Regions from separate parts of the Mus musculus genome. Here region 2 is linked to region 1. A link is a contact called in public Hi-C data. All regions are on one chromosome and are shown on one strand. Each heading gives the region's core, a stretch centred on a gene start, on an enhancer-like site or on the middle of the called end of the contact. The rest is flanking DNA. Distances are from core to core; before and after follow the strand shown. Region 1 overlaps Snx29 (sorting nexin 29). Region 2 overlaps Cpped1 (calcineurin-like phosphoesterase domain containing 1).

Region 1 (5,376 bases), core at 1,554-4,053:
AAATAAAAAGTATATATATATATATATATATATATATATATATATTCAAAGATACATCATGACTTAATTAAATATAAATAACTTAATACATTCCTCACCACCTGGATTTAGTATGTATTGGGGGAATGAAGACACTTCTCTTACCAAGTTTCTAGAAGACGACAGGCATTAGTTATAGCATTGCCACAGGGGGGTCCCAGAACTTTCCTATCTTGTGGTTTCCACAAGAGCTCCCTCACCTCACCCCAGCATGGCAGACTCTTGGTGTGCTCTGCTTGCATGTTGTCACAAATGGTAAGACCTCTTTTGTGTGCGTGTTCACAGGCATGCCTCTGTGTGTGTGCATGCTGGAGGCTAGAAAGTAATCTGGGATGTCATTCCTCAGCAGCTGTTCACCTTGATTTGTAAGACAGTGTCTTCTATTGCTGTGAGAAGACACCATGAACAAGGGAATTTATAAAGGAAGGTGTTTGGGGGCTTACTGTTTCAGAGGGTTAGTGTATGATCACCATAGTGAGGAACAAGAGGGCAAGCATGGTGCGGGAAGCTGAGAGCTGACATCTGAACACAGGCAAGAGGTAGAAAGAAAGGGAGACTGGGTCTCATATGGGCTTTTATAACCTCAAAACCCACTCCCAATGATACACCTCCTCTAACAAAGCCACACCTCCTCCAACAAGGCCATACCTACAAGGTTACACCTCCTTGTCCTTCCCAAATAATTCCAAACAGTTCCACTCACTAGGGAACAAGCATTCAGACACATGAGACTGTTGGGGCCATTCTAATTCAAGTCACCACACACAGTATCTCTCAGTGACTTAGAACTTGGCAAGAATGTCAGCCTGCTATTGTCACCACCCTCAAGCAGATTCTATAGATGTACTCCACCATACCCCACTTTTTTGTTTTTGTTTTTGTTTTTTGTTTTTTGTTTTTTGTTTTGGTACTTTGAGTCTTTCTGTACATCCTTCAAGCCATGGATTCACAAGGAATAGGCTTCTGCAGATTAGGATCCTCTTAGAGAGCATCCCCTGGCTGGAGCAGCCAGCCTTTCTGCTAAACAACACGCCTTGCTCTTTGTCCCTTGCTCACCCTTAGTAAGTTTTCTTCACCTGGTAATTTTTCATGGAGTGTTTAATACACACACTGTATATTGGTCTTGCCCTGAGTTGTTCACATTGGTGCTAGCAGCACGCGGGGTGACGTTGTATACTTCCAGCTTTGCCATGGTAATATCTACAGGATGTTCCTTTCTGCCTGGTGCCCATTTCCCTGATGTCTGTGTACTTCCCATCCTTCTTGTTATACTTGAGTGTATATGATAGAGCATATTTTCTAAAAGACCTAGAGAGTCTACATCAGATGCCTTCCCCCTCCCTGTGTCCATCATTTTGTACATCTGTAAGATGGCACTTGTCGCTGACAGTGACGCCTTGCCCTTCTACATGGGTTCTGGGCTTGAGTTAAGGTCTGTTTACTTAAGAAGCAAGTACTTTACTGACTGAGTCATCTCTTCAGCCTTTTGTTTTTCCCCTGTGCAGTCAACCATTGGCCTTGAGCTCAAGTCACCATGCCTCAACACAGACATTCAACACTACCCCTAGACCTTTGTTCTAAGCCAAACACCCCTCAGCTGATTTCCTGCATTCATATTCCTCACCTAGCTGGAGACACCATGTCCCTCCCCTCCAGTTCTTTCCCAGTTGAATTCATCAGGGTTCTTTGCACCTTTTTGGGCAGGCCAACTAATTTTCTGAGGCCAGGGGTGAAGTCTGGCTTAATTCTTTCTGGATCCCTAGTGCCTATCTATAAGGGGGATAGAAATAGCCATTTGGCTGTCTCTGAGCTAGTAATACCTGATTGCTACCAGGGAAAGAGACCTGATGTGAATCGGGTCTAAAAGGTAGGGAGGGCACATGACTGAAACACAGTGTTTTCAAATCTGGTCCCCTCCAAAGGTGAGCCAACAAGCCAGCAGGAAGACCACTCTTTGGGAACCATTGGCCAAGACATTCTGATGTGACATTCAGATGGTGCTGAGTGTCTATTTAGAGTATAGTGTGTAGAACTGGGCACTGCACTTCTCCCTCTGAGAGACTGTGCTGGCCCCTTCTACTTCCCAGGCCTCCTCTGTACCTCTGTCACAGACCTGTGGGATGGTGCTGGCAGTCCTCAGTAAATAACTAACATGTCTCCATCTCTTCCTCTTCTTGTCTCTCTCGCTTACATAACCCAGTGAACTGGAAAGTCATTTGTCCTGAGCTAAGTTGTTTATCTTCTGCAGCATTTGACGGTGATAATATCACTCCATCAGTGTGGTCCTATGGTAATTTGGGCATTTTGTTCTAGCACCAAGGACATTACAGTTAATAACACATGAAGCCATTTCATTAAAAGGAAAGTTGAGCGAGGATACATTAACATAGGCTGTGAACCAAAACACAAATCATCTTACTCATTGCCTATTAAGGAAATAAAATGTATTAGGAACCTCAAGCCGTTTTGAAGAGTGTCTAATGCCATCTGATTGTTTTGCATGTGAGAGCCCTCACATCAGTGTCAGCTGTCTCTGCTTTCCTCTGCATGAATATGGTGTGGCTCCCGGCCGTTCCTACATCAGGAGCTCTGAGCTTGGTCTCCTCTGCCCTTTGTATCATGTAATGGTGCTTACAAGTCTTACTTGTTTGTTCCTTGGCTTCACTTTAAAACAAAGAAAATCACTGAGCTTTAGAGAACTTCTTATGCAATATGTCTGGAGCCATATGCCATTGTCCACGAGTTCCAGGAAGTGAGAGTCAGACTTGCATTTTCTAAGAGAAACAAGACCTATGTTTCTCTGGACCTGTTTTTCGTGCTCTGGGCTTGGTAGTGTAGACCTGTCATCCCATATACTTGGGGGTGGGGGTGAGGAGGAGCTGAGGCAGGAAAATCACAAGTTCAAGGCCAGCCTGAACTACAGAATGAGATCTCTGAAAATAAGAAATGAAAGTAATGGCTGGGGTGTGCCACATTGGTTGCCACTTGCTTAGCATGGCTGAGGCCCCAAGCTAAATCCCCAGAACCAAGGAGAGGAAAGAACAACACCGTACAGGGCTAACATTTGCTTCTGGGGTCAGGACTTCATGTGGGGCAGAAGCTGAGTAACAAGGGAGGTGTTTAGTGGCTGCTAGCAAGCAGAGGCAGCATGGTGGTTTGCTTGCAAACCCACTGTTTATATTTGTGAATTCTTGTTGCATGTGGGCCAGACTCTATAGTCTATTCCTTGTCAGGGTTTACAGCAGCCATTAAGTTATCCCTAAGAGGTCCCCTTCCTGAAATAGCTCTCTGGTTTGGGAGTCTGGGTGTGTTGGTGACAGGGTTGTATAAATGCCTTGTTGGCCTGCAGCCAGCACAGAGGGTACCCCGCTCAGGCTGAGTCAGAGCCCAGTGTGCATCCTGGGTTTATTTTAGTGCTTGCAAACCCACCCAGGGGGGTCAGGTTCTGACCTCTGGTGTTACCAATGAGCTTTCTGCAAGCAGAGGGCACCTAGTATTGCCCTATCCACAGCAACGCTTTCTGTTTGTATTCTCTTGTATGCCTAGCATTTGACAATTAATTAGGCATGGTAATTACCTGCTTTAATTTCGTGATTGCACATCCTATAATTACCCCTAATTCTGTAATAGGGAAGTTCATGTACACAAAGGCAGTGGATGACGGAGGTGACAGGGCTTGCCATATCTGCAGCTGCCATTGCTCACTGTGCCTGTTAGGCATGGCATCTCAGGATCACCCAGTGAGGCCAGGCTCCACCCCATTCTGCAGGGGAAGGAACTGAGTTTCAGGGCGAGGGACCATGCTTTGTGTTAAAGTAAGTATACTGGGGAGCAGCTAGGATGGCCCAGGCCTTTCCTGTGTATAGCTTTGTGCTCCGTGTCTCTGCCAACCTGCCTGATGTCCCTCATACTTTGGGCTAATGAGTCCTGTGTTGTGCTTGGCAGGCATTTGACCTGGAACTTCTACCTGCCAAAATGAGCTTGCAGATCTTAAATCTCTTTCCCTGCCTATCCTGCCCTCATCCACTGTGTGTATGACCAGTTGTTCACTGAAAGGAACAACTGACACTTGACGGATGTGTTGATACAGGTACTGGATGACACCATTCTAAATCCTGAAGTCACTCAGCTCTCCCCACATCAGCATCACCCTCATTTACCAAACAGAAGTGACTTCACTTAAAAGAGGTGGAAGTGGGGTTCAGACCCAGTGTTTAGCATCCCTCTCAGGGCTGATCCAGCCGCACCTGTATGTGAGTGGGCATAGCCCAACCACTGCCCACAGTTTGAGTTGGACATCTAGGTCCTCGACAGGAGAAAGGCACGACTTGCTCAAATACACATCGTGCAGACCCTGTCTTCCTATTGATTTCTGCCCACATCTGTTGCGTGTCACCACTGCTCTCTGGTGGAGATGCAGGACACTTAGCACCATCCTTTGTGCTCAGGTGGGCAGCCTTGCTAAGGGTACCTAGCTCATGACAATAGTGACCACAATTTTTTCATAATAGCATAGTTTTGCCTCCCACATTTAGATCTGTGTACCCCAAGGATCACGTACAAGTGCATCCAACTCATCCCTACAGAGCAGGTGAATACTGGTGACATGTTACCACTGTGGGATATTATACATCCATGCCAAAGCACTATTGAGAGGGCATGTAGCAGCATGGATGCATCTCACATACATTATCTGAGAAGGGCCAGACATGGTGGGTTATATAAGCATGACCCCACTTATATGAAGTTCAAGAAAGAAGAGAAGAAATACAGGGGCACGCACAGCTCTGCAGATGAGTGGCACTGACAAGTGAGAAGTGTGAGGGAGCCCATGGCATTCTGCAGGCATTCTTGGTTTTAGAATTAGCATGTCTTCACTGCACAGAATGATAAGCTTCGCTCTGGCCTTTAATATATATGCGGTGGCAGATCCTTGATAGCATTTATTTGTGTCACCCTATGTTGTCCTTCCTCCTAGTGTCCATCTAGGTCCCTACTCTTCATAAATGGCCCCTCTTCTAGTTCCATGTCTGATGTGTGCATCTGTGTATGTGTGCCTGTGCGTGCATGTGTGTGTGTGTGTGTGTGTGTGTGTGTGTGTATACATGTGCGTGGCACATGTGAGTATGTTTAAAGTTAGATGCCCATGTGAAAGAAAACACACAGCATTTTTCTGAGTCTGACTTATTTCATTTAACACGATCTCCAGTTCTATTCATATTTCCACAAATGACATGATTTTATTCCTTACAGCTAAACAAAACTGAGTTTTTATAGTGATGATTTCATTATCCATTCAAATGTTAATGGGTTCTTGAAGTTGGTAGTGTCTTGGTA
Region 2 (5,376 bases), core at 2,114-4,613, 110 kb after region 1:
ACCACCCACCATTGCTTTTATGGCCCATAAGTGAAGAATGTGTCTTCTGTTTCTTCCTGGTCACCTTTAGCTTCTGTAAGGACCCACACAATGGGTTCAAACCTGCCCTGTCTGCCTCTTTACAGACACGGTCTGCCAACCCCTCACCTATACTTCAGTATAGGATTTATTTTTTTAACGTTGATGCCCTGAACAAAACCAGGACTCTGGGAGGAAGGACAAAAGATAATATCTATCATGATAAATTGAACAAGGCCATTTTCCTGCAAAGTATTGTTTTAAATATACAAAATAGAGATGAGTAAAAACCCTAAGGGAACACATCATTCACAAAGCTGCCACCCACAGATGACATGCAGTGAGCCCTGCACTGCCACCCACCCACAGATGGCATGCAGTGAGCCCTCACTGCCACTCACCCACAGATGGCATGCAGTGAGGCCTGCACTGCCACCCACCCACTGACAGCATGCAGTCAGCACTGCAGTGCCACCCACCCTCAAATGGCATACAGTGAGCCCTCACTGCCATTCATTTATAGACAGCATGCTGCAAACTCCTACACCATTGTGGAAGAGATATATTATACTTACAACAAAGTATCCTTCATCCTGAAGCTCCTGGCTTTACCTCTAAGGCTGGTGGGGGTGGTCAGTGACCTCCAGGACTGGTAAAGATTTTCTGGGGAAAGGAATCTGTCTACACTGCCTGTGGGGGCACAAACTAGCCACTATGAGAATTGGAGCGGAGGTCTCTAAAAACAGTACAGATAGAAGTAGCACATGATCTAGCTATACCAGACCTCAGCTACATATGAAGGGATCCAGATCAGGACAGAGTGGTACCAGTGCACCTGTTATCTTGTTACTATTCACAGTGACTAGGCGGTGATGCCCACATGTCCATCAGAGGATTACTGGACAATGGAAGTATGGTGGATCTACAATAGCTGGCCTCAAAGATCAAACCATGCTGCTTGTAAGAAATGGATGGAAGTAGAGATCCCCATATTAAGTAAAATAAGCCAGACACAAAAAAGACAAAGATTATGTTTTCTCTCATACATGAAGTCTAGAGGAGGAGATGAAAGCAACAAAACAGGGACTATTAGGAATCCCGAAGCACAAATGGGAGAAGAAGTAAGAATGGGTGACAAGAGGGGACAAAAATGGTCACAGTGCACTGTGTGTACAGAAAGGTCACAATGAAGCTAATTCTCTGCACAGCTAATATATACAAATAAAAAAAGAGAGAACTTTCTAATAAAAGTTCAAAGAAAGAACTCTTGGGAAGAAAACCAATGGCCATTCTGTAACCTAACTGAAGAGCCAGAGACTCCAGTGGAATCATCACACAAACGGAGTCTTCTCTCGGCAAGAACAGAGGCACGAACTCAAACAGGCCACAGCAGCTTCAGATGCACACATTGACTGGACTTTAGGTGCTTAAGCAGAAGACACAATCATGAGCCTACGGTTCCTATGAAGTACGAGTGTGATCTTTATAAGGGGACTAGGGAGTGGAAAGGAAGGAAAGGAGGAAGGAAAGAGGCAAGAAATGTTGCCAACATGGAATTCACCCACATGATGGTTAGTGTTCTGCTGACACACTCCACAATCACCTGGGAGATGGTCCCCTGTAGACTCCTATGGGGATTAACCTTATCTCCTTTGCTGAGGTGGTAAAGCTTGCTCACTGTGGGCAGCACCATTCCCTGCCGAGATGCTAGACTGACAATGGAGAAAGGGTCCCAAGCAGCAAACACTCAACATTGTGCTTCCTGCCTGTGGACTGGGTGTGGCCACACCTCCTTTCACAAGGACAAACCTCTTAATCCTTCCTAAACTGTCCCACCAGGCGGGGATCAAGCCTTCCAACATGCTTGCTTATGGAGACCATTCTCACTTGAACCACCACAAGGACTCTGACTGTGTCTGACCAACTATGCTGTTACCTTACTTTCATCACTGATATTCAAACACTATAAGTTTTTTTATACATTTATTTATTTAGTGTTGCATGAGCATGTGTGCAGACACCATGGCATATGTGTGGAGGGCAGAGGATGACTTAGAGGATTCGATTCTTTCCTTCCATCATGTGGGTCCCCAGGATTGAAACATCATCAGGCTCGGTGATGCAAACCAAACCCCGAGCCATCTCCTTGGCCCTCAAACGCTTAGGTAAGACAAAAGACCAGCAGCACCACTCAAGCCATTCCAGATGATGGTGTACAGCGAGCCCCCAGACCTAGGCTGTGCTGCTGTGACTAAAGGAAACAAAGACAAATTTTAGCTGTAGAGGAAGTTAGGGTGTTCTGCTCAAACTGGGGCTGTGGGCCAACATCCTCACAATGAAGCCACACTACGCTTTTATCCTCACTGTGAAGTATCAAGAGAGTGAGAACACAAGGAAGGGCCTGATCCATGGGCTGTGGCTTTGAAAGAGACCGGGGGCAGGGTGTGGAGTCATCACACGACATCCTCACCAGTAAAGAAAGACGTCGGCAGATACAGTCTCCTGATCTTGCTTGAACTTCCTAGATCTTATAACTATGCATTTTTATTCCTGATAAATTATAGCTTGTGGTGACAGCTCGGCAACAGAAACTGGACTAAGACACTCAGACACCAAGGTTTTACAAATGCGTCTCACTGAAGATTTCAGAAGGACGGCAACTGTTGTTTGAAAAGCAGGACCTGAAAGAGCAGACAGACTATTCTTCATAAATCTCTGACTGCTTCTCTCCTGGCTCAGAAGCGCCTTTTTGCAACACTACAATGTAACACTTTTTCTAAGAATGACCAGAAGGCTGGAAAGATGGCTCAGTAGAATGAGAACCCAAGATCAAACCTAGAACCTACGTGAAAAAATAAAATCCGATGTGGTGGCATGCCTCTGTCATCCCAGAACTGGGAGGTGGAGACAGGCAATGCCTGGGGCTCGCTAGCTGTCCAGCAAGACCTGAGCACTGGGCATCCAGGACAAGGATGACTGCGTCAAGTAAAGCAGATGGTGCGTGAGGAGCAATACTAAGTGCTCACATCTGGCCTCCATGTGCACGTGCTACACTCTCTGTGCATGCCTGCACACACACGTTTAGTCTGGCTCTCTGGAGAAGGAACCTCTAACCTTTCTTTTTATTCCTCTGGCCTGAAGGCCATGGAGGAGCCTGTGCTGTTTGCTGAATGAATACAGGCTGACTTCACTTCTGGAATCAGTAGAACACAATTCACACGCCAGATTCTTGATTTATAAATATTTACCATCAGGACTTGATTTTAACTTTAATTAGCCCAACTGTTAAGGATACCTCCAAAGTGAGAAATGAAATCCACCACTTCACAGCAGATGTAGCGTCAGCAGTTGGTCTTTTATCTCTTATGGAGAGGGAGGTGCAGACATCAAGCGCCTAAACTGTGGTGCTTTACGATAAATGGATCAAAATGTAAAACTGACCACGTCTGGAAGAATGAACGCGAGACTGACTGCATGCTAGAAGACAAGGTAAAGAGCAGAATCCATCAATCTGGCTCCAGAAGACCAGGGTTCTGTGGGTGCTGTAACAGGGGACACTTGTCTGTTCTTTTACAAAGTCAGTTCAAAAGAAAAGCCGCCAAAATAAGCTTCTTAAAAATGCACTTCAGACAGAGAGCACTGTAGGGTAGTTACCACGGTCTTGAGGCACACTGCTTTATTTAGAAGTTCTGATCATAGAGTGGTGCCCCCAAAGGTTGTTTGCTAGAATAGTGGTACAGTGTGTGCTTTAACAAAGAGCTGCATTTATTTGTTAAATTCCAAAGGGATTATCTAGTTTTGTAGCTCTCCCCTCTTCTAAATTAGTGGTCCCTTTCCAGAAAACTAGGAATAGCATGTATTCCTTATCTAGTCTAAATAATCTCAGGCTCAAAGTAGTCAAGTTTCCCATACCCTCCAGGAGCCCTGAGGCTTTGGTCTAGCCTTTGCTCAGGGTTGATGCTCCCGAGCAGACTGTAGGCTAGCCCTCAGAGCACACCTGGCTCTACCTGGAGAGTTTTGTGTGAAAAGAAGGAAGCCAGAAACACCCATCTAGTTAATGGCCTGCTGAGAAATCTCATCATAGTTCAGGATCACAGAGCAGCAAATAGTTCCGTATGGAGCACTGTTCAGGCATGGTGCCCAGCACTTCTAGGACACGCCTCATTTTATCTAATGCATCAACCCTGAGGGTGGAATGAGAACCTTTGTTTTACAAAGGACAATAGAAAGCAGAAAGAGATGCCACATGGTGAAGGGGCCACCAAAAGGGTGAGACTGAAGCTCTATCCCAACCCATGGATGGCCTGGTGCTTACCTGCCTGTTACATAGCTTCTCCCATCCCACTGGCCCCCACAGCAGCCATCTTGGGCATCTTTCATAAGTTTTCCCTTTGTTGGCTTCTGCATCCTAGCTATCCTATGACTTACGCAGAACCTGGGTTTAAGTTATTGAATTGCTTATGTCTTTCTAGGACATGTTAAAGTAAATATCAACCATTGGACATTTTAAGTAGTACCATGGCCTTCCCAATCCTTCTCTGCTCCAGGCTGCATCACAGGCCCCAGGCACAGTGTTGGGCTCACCCAGGAATATGAACTGAGAAGCAGGGGAGGTTCTCTGAGGGCAGACCCCTATACTGAGCCAGCCACATGACCACAGCAGGTTGCAGGAAGCACACAGCCATCACGCATGCACACTCTCTACCCAAGGACTCAGAAAGCTAGTGTCTTTTGGGAGGGAACATGTCTCGGACAGAGGCAGGGGCAGATCCACCACCTTTTTTTTTTTTTTTTTTTAATAGTTGGAACATGGCTATAACCAGTTGTAGACATGTTCTCTCTTGCCAATTACATATTACAGAAATGTTGCTAAATAGCTCTACAGAGATCTCAGGTCAGGTAAACCCCAAATATTTACAGCCTAATGTTTTTCAAGAAAAATCTTACAAATACCTACTCTAGAGTAGTGTTTCTTAAATTTTTCTACTTATGATACTATTTTGCTTGAGAGATTTTTATACAATCCTGAAATATAAAAGAGGTATGTAAATAAAAAATTGCTGACAACAACTCATAGTTATTTCATTGTAATTCTTTGTAGATGTATAATTTTAGCATTTATTAAAGATGAAAGCAAATCTGTATACCAATGAGATGGACTTGCTTGTTTATTTTATAGGAAGAATTAAATCTTAGGGCTGTAGAGATGACTCAGTAGCTAAGAGCACTGGTGGCTCTTTCCAGAGGACCTGGGTTCAGTTTCTTGCACCCATATAATGGCTTACAATCACCTGTAACTCCTGTCCCAGGGTATCTGACAGCCTTCTGGTCTCTGTTGGCACCAAACATATATATGAT

The links. Hi-C and Micro-C count contacts between places; a contact is called where the count stands out from the background.
Region 2: a contact with region 1 is called in a Hi-C map of uterus, with 2.3 times the contacts expected there. The contact joins two enhancer-like sites. A contact is called at or near these places in 2 of 39 promoter capture datasets (both in liver), 1 of 15 datasets of contacts at CTCF or cohesin (the NIH/3T3 cell line), 3 of 484 Hi-C or Micro-C datasets (the Ba/F3 cell line, cumulus cells and uterus) and 1 of 9 other capture datasets (embryonic stem cells).

The regions. Positions count from the first base shown.
Region 1 is chr16:11,706,803-11,712,178 of GRCm38.p6, forward strand. The region is part of intron 18 of Snx29 (sorting nexin 29); the gene reads left to right. Among named protein-coding and RNA genes, the nearest start is that of 4833415N18Rik, 70 kb to the right of the region's middle. Within about 2 kb of position 2,804, at least 19 of the 459 cell types and tissues checked have an H3K27ac peak or open chromatin away from gene starts, as enhancers often do. A contact at or near this core is called in uterus, where this site is marked.
Region 2 is chr16:11,817,963-11,823,338 of GRCm38.p6, forward strand. The region is part of intron 3 of Cpped1 (calcineurin-like phosphoesterase domain containing 1); the gene reads right to left. Among named protein-coding and RNA genes, the nearest start is that of 4833415N18Rik, 41 kb to the left of the region's middle. Within about 2 kb of position 3,364, at least 4 of the 459 cell types and tissues checked have an H3K27ac peak or open chromatin away from gene starts, as enhancers often do. A contact at or near this core is called in uterus, where this site is marked.